2 separate regions of the Mus musculus genome follow, and region 2 is linked to region 1. A link is a contact called in public Micro-C data. All regions are on one chromosome and are shown on one strand. The core of a region is the stretch at or near the end of the contact, and the rest is flanking DNA. Distances in the headings are between cores, read along the strand shown. Region 1 holds the start of Gata2 (GATA binding protein 2). Region 2 overlaps Mgll (monoglyceride lipase).

What was found. A called contact is a pair of places that touch in the nucleus more often than the background predicts.
Region 2: a Micro-C map of the G1E-ER4 cell line shows a contact between it and region 1. The contact joins the enhancer-like site here to the promoter of Gata2 in region 1. A contact is called at or near these places in 2 of 484 Hi-C or Micro-C datasets (both in the G1E-ER4 cell line), 1 of 115 datasets of contacts at active chromatin or transcription factors (bone marrow-derived macrophages) and 3 of 9 other capture datasets (adipose tissue, embryonic stem cells and pancreatic islet).

Annotation. Positions count from the first base shown.
Region 1 is chr6:88,196,608-88,200,925 of GRCm38.p6, forward strand. It overlaps Gata2 (GATA binding protein 2), which reads left to right and starts at 2,057. Exons shown (of 6, transcript NM_008090.5): 1 at 2,057-2,274; 2 at 2,910-3,182; 3 at 3,612-4,253. The coding sequence starts at 2,954. Gm38708 (a long non-coding RNA gene) reads right to left here and starts at 776. Exons shown (of 4, transcript XR_001785312.2): 1 at 11-776.
Region 2 is chr6:88,762,922-88,767,667 of GRCm38.p6, forward strand. Mgll (monoglyceride lipase) reads left to right here. Exons shown (of 8, transcript NM_011844.4): 3 at 1,675-1,781. Among named protein-coding and RNA genes, the nearest start is that of Gm26588, 23 kb to the left of the region's middle. Within about 2 kb of position 1,595, at least 42 of the 459 cell types and tissues checked have an H3K27ac peak or open chromatin away from gene starts, as enhancers often do. A contact at or near this core is called in the G1E-ER4 cell line, where this site is marked.

The sequences.
Region 1 (4,318 bases), core at 807-3,306:
GGGAAATTACCTGCTCCGGGCGAGGGGGAGGGTATCTGCTCGGAGACCCCCGCCTTGACAGCCGCCGCGCCGACTCGGTCAGGGCAGTTTCCTCTGCGCACCGCGTTCTCCTCCTAGAACTCTGCAGGGCCATGGAATTCGGCCGCATGGGGTACCGTTGTCGAAAATGGGGTTATCGCCGGCTTTGAGAGGCCTTTAGAATCTCCTGCTAGGTTCCAGGGACATAGAACAATCTGGAAACTCCACGACGATTTCGCCTTGCTCGTTAATGGAGAATCATGGGCTAAAGGCTGGGAGAAGCCGAGAAAGCCTTCCCGAAAGCGGGTCCTAAGTGAACCGCGCAGTGGGAGCGCGAATCTGGCTGGCACTGAGACCACCCACCTGCCCAGCCGACCCCGAGGCACTGCGGTCTCGCGCCCCTCTAGCCCCTGGATCCCTCTTGCTAGACCTCCCGCCTCGGCTGGGCGCGGACTCCCGAGCCTCCTGGGCCCCTGATGGCTCTGGAGCACAGAGGCGCGGGGAATACAGCGGACAGCAGGACCCCCCCCCCCCCGCGCCAGGGAGCAAGAGGCGCGGGTTTCCGGTCCAGTGGAGTTCTGCACCCCGGGCCCCAGGCCTTTACCTGTTCCAGGGCCTCGGACAGACAGATGGACGCCAGCCGCAGAGGCCAGAGGAGGCCCTGCCGTGCGCGCGCCCCCTCAGCGCTGTCCGCAGAGGACCTGGGAGGGGGTGACGGGGGCGCGCCCGAGAAGCTGAGCCCTCCTGGCTGGGCGCCCCCCGAGCCGAGGGGACCGAGGGCTTTCCACCCTCCTTGGATTATTAAAAAGTTCATTTCCTGGCGAATCGGGTGACGTCAGGGGCCCGGCGTCGCGGTGGCGGGGCCGCCGGGCCGGAGAAGCCGCCTCCAGTTACCCAATTACGGACTGTCAATCCTGCCGCCCCTCCCCCATCCTTGGGGGCGGCGGGGACCCCAGCCTTTCCCCAGCTCGGGACCAACCTGGGACTCCTCTGGAATTATTCTTTAGGGGTTTCGGTCCCTGCAAAGATAGAGGAGCTATGTGGAGGGCTCCAAGCTTGGCCAATCCATCGCACCTGTCTAGATTCCCCTAAAAGTCTTGGACTCACAAGCTTCTTTCTGGACTCTTGGAGTTTAGGTCTCCCATCTATAGCCAGGGAGGGAGCTAGGTTTGTATACTCGCCACTGAACTCACTTGTCTCTCCAGAATGGAGGTGTTGTGGAGAAAAACTCCAGGTGACTTTGGGGAAAAAGTGCTCACAACATTGCTTCCCTCTCCCTAAAGACCGTCTCGGGGACCCTTAGAAAGAAAAAATATATATGGTTAATACCCCGGGAGTCTCCCTTCAGCCGACTCTGGCGCCAGTTTCCCGCTCCACGGCCTCGCCCCAGGCAGTTCAGCCTGGTGGTCTACTAAGGCCCCGCCCGGAGCCCTTCCCCCTCCCTGGGCCACTGGCTTGACCGCGACCATTATTGGTCTAGCACAGCCTCAAGTGTCTTAGTGCTCAAAGTTCGGGTGCCCTAGAGAAGTCCACAATCCCTAGACTCATGTTGTCCAGCGGATCCTACCAGCCTCTTGCACAGCTATCCCTGATAGAAGGACAGAGAGTTTGGGGAGTCAGTTGGATTTGGGCTGGCCGTCGTCCGTAGCAGTGGAGGTGGGGCTCCGCCCGAGAGTAGAAAGCTGTGGTCCCAGCAGAGAGATACCCAGAAGGTGCACGTCTCGGCTCCTGGGAAGTCAGGGACCCTATTCGTGCCTAGTTGCTGGGAGGGCAGAGGTTGGAAGACCTGAGCGTCTGCCGGAGGGGTGCAGGGTCTGCCCACGGCGAAGGTCCCCTGGGGGGGGGGGGCGTTGGCATCAGAGGCCGCAGAGAGGGCGCTGGTAGGGGGCCAGGCAGCCTAGGAGGCCAGCTTGCGGGTCATTCCCGAAGTCCAGCGGCCAAAGCGGCGGGAGCAGCCAATGGGGGGGCGGAGGCTGGGCGGCGCGCGGCGCTGATTGGCTGGCGCCGGCTTCATAGGCGTGCGCGGCCCCCGCTTCACGTCTGTGCAGGAGTCGGCAGCTGGCGCCAGGGCGGCCGGAGGATGCAGAGGGGCCGGAGCCGGGCGGGCCGGAGGCCGAGACGCGCGCTGTCCCCCACCCCTATCCCGTGAATCCGCCGGCCCTGGAACGCGCTGTCGCTGGGCCCGCCGTACCCGGGCTCTCCTGGTGTCTCTTACTCTCTACTGCTGAGCCCTCCCCTTCCCGCGCCGCTGCGAGTGTAAGTTTGAGGTTCAGGGGGCTTGTGGACATTCCTAGGTTGGAGGGATCTCTGTGGAGCTCAGACCAGGATCTCCTGTGGGCGATTACGTTCTTATGCTTTGGGGAGAGGTTGGCTGACTGCTAGAGAGTGCATTGGGGACCGGCTCGCAGCCCCAGGAACTGCGGGTGCGTTTTTTGGGGTGGCCCGGGGTGTTGGGGGTTAGTTTGTGTATATATTGTCAAAGTGTTACGGGGGCGTGGGAGAGCGTGTGCCCCAGAGTGGATGTCTAGGCAACTGTCTCTAACTTTTAGTCAGAGTTTATGTGTTTGTGTGCCCAGAGGACAGGGGCACGGTGTGAGAACCTGATTTCAGTTCCGCGTGCGTTTTGGGGGGGTCACCGATGTCAGGACCTATCCGTGTGTGTGACCTCGTGTATGTGGAGTTGCGTCTGTGGGAACGCGAGTTTCCCTGCAAGTGTATGAGGCTGAACCCCTTCCTTCACCTTCCTTTCGTTTTAAACCTTGCGCTTTCCTTCCACCCGGGACTGGTCCTCAGTGAAGCTCCGATGGAACGTCTTTGCTCTCAAGACACAGACTTTGGGAATGGGGGTGTCAGAAGGCGGCAGTGTCCTTCACATTCCCTCTGTTATCCAGGGCCGCCCCACCTTCGCCTGGTTCCCAAGACACAGTAGTGGACCATGGAGGTGGCGCCTGAGCAGCCTCGCTGGATGGCGCACCCCGCCGTATTGAATGCGCAGCACCCCGACTCGCACCATCCGGGCCTGGCGCATAACTACATGGAGCCAGCACAGCTGCTGCCTCCCGACGAGGTGGATGTCTTCTTCAACCATCTCGACTCGCAGGGCAACCCTTACTACGCCAACCCGGCCCACGCGCGCGCGCGCGTTTCCTACAGCCCGGCGCATGGTGAGCTTTGGCCCCCGAGGTTTCTGGAAGCCTGGCGCCCGGGCCAGGCCTTGGAGGGGGGACGGCCTGTTGCTGCTTCCCGGATGTGGGATCCACAGGAATCTGAGCAGCTGCGAAATCGGGCCTAAGAAGATGGAGGCAGGGACTTCTTAGGGAGGGTCTGGGACCTGTAGGGTTTCGGTCCATTTCCAAGTGTCTTGGCGGGGGTGGGGGTGGGGGAATCCTTCTGGGCCCTGTCCGGTGGGGCTGCTGTGTCACTTGTCCTTCGGCCTTTCACTGACATTGCTGATGATTACAGGCTGAGGTGTTACGTTTCTGATGTTTTAAAGGGTGGGGCTGCTGATGGTAGTTCGCTGAGTTGTGATCCTGTGTGCCCGGGTCATGGCTCTGAAGCCCCTGGTCATCCTCACCCCCTTTCCCTCTGCACAGCCCGTCTCACCGGAGGCCAGATGTGCCGACCACACTTGTTGCACAGCCCAGGCTTGCCGTGGCTGGACGGGGGCAAAGCAGCTCTCTCTGCCGCCGCTGCCCATCACCACAGTCCCTGGACCGTCAGCCCGTTCTCCAAGACCCCGCTGCACCCCTCAGCTGCTGGAGCACCCGGAGGGCCTCTGTCTGTTTACCCAGGGGCTGCGGGTGGGAGCGGGGGAGGCAGTGGGAGCTCCGTGGCCTCCCTCACCCCCACTGCAGCCCACTCGGGCTCCCATCTCTTCGGCTTCCCACCCACGCCACCCAAAGAAGTGTCTCCAGACCCCAGCACAACAGGAGCTGCTTCCCCGGCCTCTTCTTCTGCAGGGGGTAGTGTAGCCCGGGGTGAGGACAAGGATGGCGTCAAGTACCAAGTGTCACTCTCCGAGAGCATGAAGATGGAAGGCGGCAGTCCCCTGCGCCCGGGCCTAGCTACCATGGGCACCCAGCCTGCAACACACCACCCGATACCCACCTATCCCTCCTATGTGCCCGCCGCAGCTCATGACTATGGCAGCAGTCTCTTCCATCCAGGAGGCTTCCTGGGTGGCCCCGCCTCCAGCTTCACCCCTAAGCAGAGAAGCAAGGCTCGCTCCTGCTCAGGTAAAGGCAGGTGTGGGACTTCAGGGCCTGTGGGTGTGGTGTGCCTCTGTAAAAGGGGTCCGTGG
Region 2 (4,746 bases), core at 345-2,844, 570 kb after region 1:
AGTCTCGGGGAACCTCTGGGCAACATCTGGGCCATTGACCTGAGCAGGTGCTTCTCAGCCTTGGCTGTGCATGAGCCACGAGGAGCCTCTCCAGCTCCAGACCCGTGGTCTCTGGAGAGGGATCCGCATGCCTGTGGTTTTAGATGCTCCCCAGTGATCCTTAGTTAGGGCTGAGGTTAGAAAAGGCTGCAGTGAAAGGAAATGGCTCAGAACAAGTGTCTTAAGCCTCTGTCACGTATTGATCAGGGGGGTGGATACTATCAGGGTGTCAAGCTGGGCATGACAGTGATAGCTCTACTGCTATTTCTGACCCCAAATGACCACCCATGAAGTCCCCCAGTGTGGCCCATAGCTGTATAATGGAGACAAAACATTTGCAAAATCTAGCCTGACTACTTTTCTGTTAGTGACTATGGGCTGAGTCACCACAGAAGCCCATGGTCCCAAAGATAGGTACCCCCGAGCCAGTCCTTGGGAAGTAAAATCCTTGTGAAGATGGGGGATGTTGGGGTCTGAGGCACACTCCACAGCAGCTGAGAGAAATATGAAGACACCTCTCTACTGATCCCAGGAATATCAAGTCGACAGGTGTCTCTGTCTGTTGATAATCTGGCAGCTGGCATATCCGTGGACCACACAGGTTGGGAAAGCAGGTCTCCCATCTTTAGGAAGGAGCAAGAACACAAATGCTAGAGGTGATGTTGCTTAAAGATTAAAATACAAAGCAGAATGAAACAGATCCGCATTGTCAGCAGCCCGCAGAGCTGAGCTGGGAGGGATTATGGAAAGAACACAGCTTTTGAGTGGGTTGGTTGCTTCCCAGCCTGTGTGTAGGGGCTGGCCTGGGGTGCAAGACTGGGGTAGCTCAGAGGTCTGTGCCTTAGAGCTAAGCTCAGATGACAGAGCTGAGGTCCATGCCTTAGAGCTAAGCTCAGAAGGCAGAGAAGCCAGGAAGCAAACACAGGGCCAATGCTGCCACACCCTGTGGTGAAGGATGGGGTCTGGCCTGGGAGAGGGAGTGGATGAGTTTTGTATTGAGTCTTATGCCAATATGCTGGAGCCCTTTAAGCCAGGAGGTGACACATTCTGACTATCTTACTTGCTGTGAAACTTAGACACTTATCATCTCTGAATTCTACTCTCATCTGTAGAGACAACAACACAAACGATAACAGTAGAGGATTAAAATCCTTTCATATTCTGTTAGCAGGGGGACTGACAGGCAATAAGGGTGGGTGAAATGGTGGCTGAGGCCCTCACCATGTCATAATTATGACAGGAACTCCTCACCCAAAGGGGACTCTCACTCCCCACTATGGGTTTTCTGCTTGAACACTGGGTATTTCGGAACCCAAGTGCCCTGCACTGACACCCAGAAACAAACAGTCCTGAGGAGGGTGGCACCTGCTCGCTGCTAGCTTTCTGCCAGGACCCAGCATAGGTCAGCTCCCATGACCTCTCAGGCACTGGCTTTCCAGAGAGAAGGCCAGGCCTCGGACTCCATCCCATCAACTCTGACTGCATTTTAACTCTAGCCCCCTGACTTACCAACTGGCACTTGGAGCTGGGGGGTTGGGCTCTGACTCATTGCTGGCTTGGTGTGAGCTCCCCAACTGCTCCAGCAGTCTTGTCTGTGGCTTTGTCTTTCCTAACCGCTCCCTTCTTATCCTCCAGGGCCCTCATCTTTGTGTCCCATGGAGCTGGGGAACACTGTGGCCGTTATGATGAGCTGGCTCATATGTTGAAGGGGCTGGACATGCTGGTATTTGCCCATGACCATGGTGAGTACCTCCAGTTGCCACCCAGGCTGGCAGAAAGGCCTTTCATGTTCCCTTTCTTCCTGTCCAATTCTGTTCTCTGGGTTAAAATCTACATGTGGTTATATAAGTAGGACTGTGGGTCTGGCCAGCAGTCACTATCAAACCAGTGTTAGCAGACAGGCTTACTGGAAGCTTGACTGAGAAACCAAAGTTGGGCCTGTTTATCTAGAGCCTGCCTGGGCCAAGGAGTCCTATAGTACATTTATAAAGTTCTAAAGTTCTCTCTCTCTCTTCTCTCTCTCTCTCTCTCTCTCTCTCAAGTGGACACAGTTTTCTCCCAGAGGACTTCAGGTAGATGCAGTAAATCAGACTGTGTTCAATTTTAATCTCAGATGAACCAGCACAAATTTATAAAGCGTCTCGAATATGTTTACACATACATGTATTTACATATACACATGCAAGCACAGTACTGTTATAGATTAGGAGGAACAATTTATTTTGGCTCATGGCCTCAGACATTTTGGCCCATCATGGTGGAACAGAACAGAGCAAGCCAAAGCAGCCAAGAGCAGAGCAAGCCTGCACCAAGGGCCTCCATCCTCCCTTTCTCTTCTGTCAGGCTCCCAGACTAGGGGATGGCACTGCCCACATTTCAGGGGTGTCTTCTCCACTTACTTCATCCTCTACTGAGGTGCCCTTAGACACACCCGGAGTGGTGCTGTAATACACTCTTAGACACGTCTAAAGCCTGTTGAGTTGACAACGAAGATTAACAATCGCAAATGGGTAGGCACATGTAAACACGTCTGCAGAGTGCACACCTATGCCCATATGTGTGTGGGGATGTTGATGTGCAAACACTTATGAGTACACACACATACATGCATTCATATTCACATACACACACATGTGTATACAGGTTATGCGCATACACATATAACAGATAAGCACAGATACCTCCAGGCTAAATTTTTTTTCTCTTTTTTATGTAACATAAACCTTACCAATGGGACTGGGCTCATTTTACAAGTCGGTATGCAAATTCCAGTTCTTCTTGTACTAGGATTTGAACCCAGAGCCTCAAATACGCTGGGCAAACACTCTATGACTGCTCTATCCTCCAACGTGGTATGCAGCCCTTGAGTTATTTTTGTGGTGTTCTTATAACTGAAGTGTCTCCAGATTAGGTTCCCTAAGCCTCTGAAGCTAAGTTCCCAGTCACAGCGTGGTCATTTCCGCACAGCCTAGTGTGGTGCTCTGCCATTCTACCCAGATCCCGAAATGCCACTTGGTGTATCTGATTTGAGTGTAGATAATTAAGTGATGTTGTCAGAAGGAGAGACAGGGAGCCATGGCAGTGGCTTGAGTCTCCAAGGAGAGAGAGCCGAAGTCACACCAGGGAGAAGCTCATGAGAGATGGATAGGCTGCTAGGTGATTTTTGTCCACCAAGATCTGAGAATTTGATTTGCCAGGAGCCCCTTTTAAGCTAGATGTATGCACGTGTCTCGGTAATTGAGATTATTAACTAAATTCTTGCCTATTACAGCTGTGATGCTCTCTGCTGCTCTGCAGTCAGCCCTGGTTATATTTGTGAGACTTATTTGGCAGATAATATTCCAGGGTTATCCCCGAGGCGTTTGCTGTGGGGGACGCTGTCATTATTAAGCCCAACGCTCTGCACACTAGAAAATCCTGAGACAAGAATGTTTTGTCCTGTTGCATCCGTCTCCATTAAAATCCATTGTCGTTGTCGTGGTGTGCTGGCGACCCCTTGAATTGTTGCAGCGAGCACCCTGAATCTCGGGACCTGTCTTACAGCTCAGCGTCAGCCGTCAGCCGGCTGATCAGATAAACTGATAAGCCAGATGAAGTCAACGGGAGGTTTTGTTTATATCGCCTGGCTGAGGTGCTTGGAAAAACCATTTTTAAAGCGTTTTTTCTTACTATTGTTTAAGAGTCCAGGGAGCAAAGAAGCAGCCCACGTCTTGATGTGGCCACCAAGAATAAATAATTCTGAATTTGCAGCAGAGGACTCTGTGATGTTCTAGATGTCAGGAAGGAATGGTGGTGTTCACCTGTTCCGAGTTCCCAGAACGAAACACTGGGAACACCTCTACATGTGCCGAAGGGAGGAGTCTGAGTCAAACAACCAACCCAGTTGAGCTTGTGTATGTATGCACACGCATGTGCCGTCTCTCCAGACACAGGGGCACAGCCCCCCACCCACCCACACACAGAGTGGGTCCAGATCCCCACTTGATGACAAAGTCCAAGCCTTCCTTCCGCGTGGGCCCTGATTCTGTCAGATTGGTGACATAACGGAGAGAGAGAGGGAAAGGGCCTAGCTGGGAGCCAGGGGAGCCCCTCCCTTCCAGGAGTCAGGGAAGACCAGCTGCTGTGCTGTCCCCAGGGCTATGAACAGGGGTGGCACAGCTGGGGGGGGCCTTACCCTGGCATTGATGCCTTCAGCTGGGTCATCTCAGACCTGCAGAGGCCATGGGGACATAACATGAAGGCAGAGACAGGAAATGTTGCACGCAGAAGCTGGACAGACAGCTCACAGCAGCTACAGTGCTGCCTCTCACAGTGCTATTTACGGACACACGGGTGACTGTAACCCCGATATTGATCCGTGGAACCCTGGAGGTCTCTGCCCAGCCGCCTGTTGGCTTCTCATTAGCTGTATCCCCTGAGGCTGTGCTGTGGCTCTTGGTCTGGCCCTGTTTCTCAGGTTGCCTGCAGATAGATATTTAGCTTTGCTTTCTATTTTATCCTTTGGAGTTTTCCAGAATGGCCTTGTGGGTTTGGATAGGTTACCGGAGGGGAAACCAGGATGCTGTCTATCAGTGAGGGATGCCTGCCAGCCCCGCAACAGGCACTTGTCCTATGTTATCTCAGATTCCTCCCAAAGACTGAGGTTAGTATGCCTGTCTCATAAGTGGAAGATCTAAGGTTAACCCAGGAGGCTGTTAGCTTTGTTCT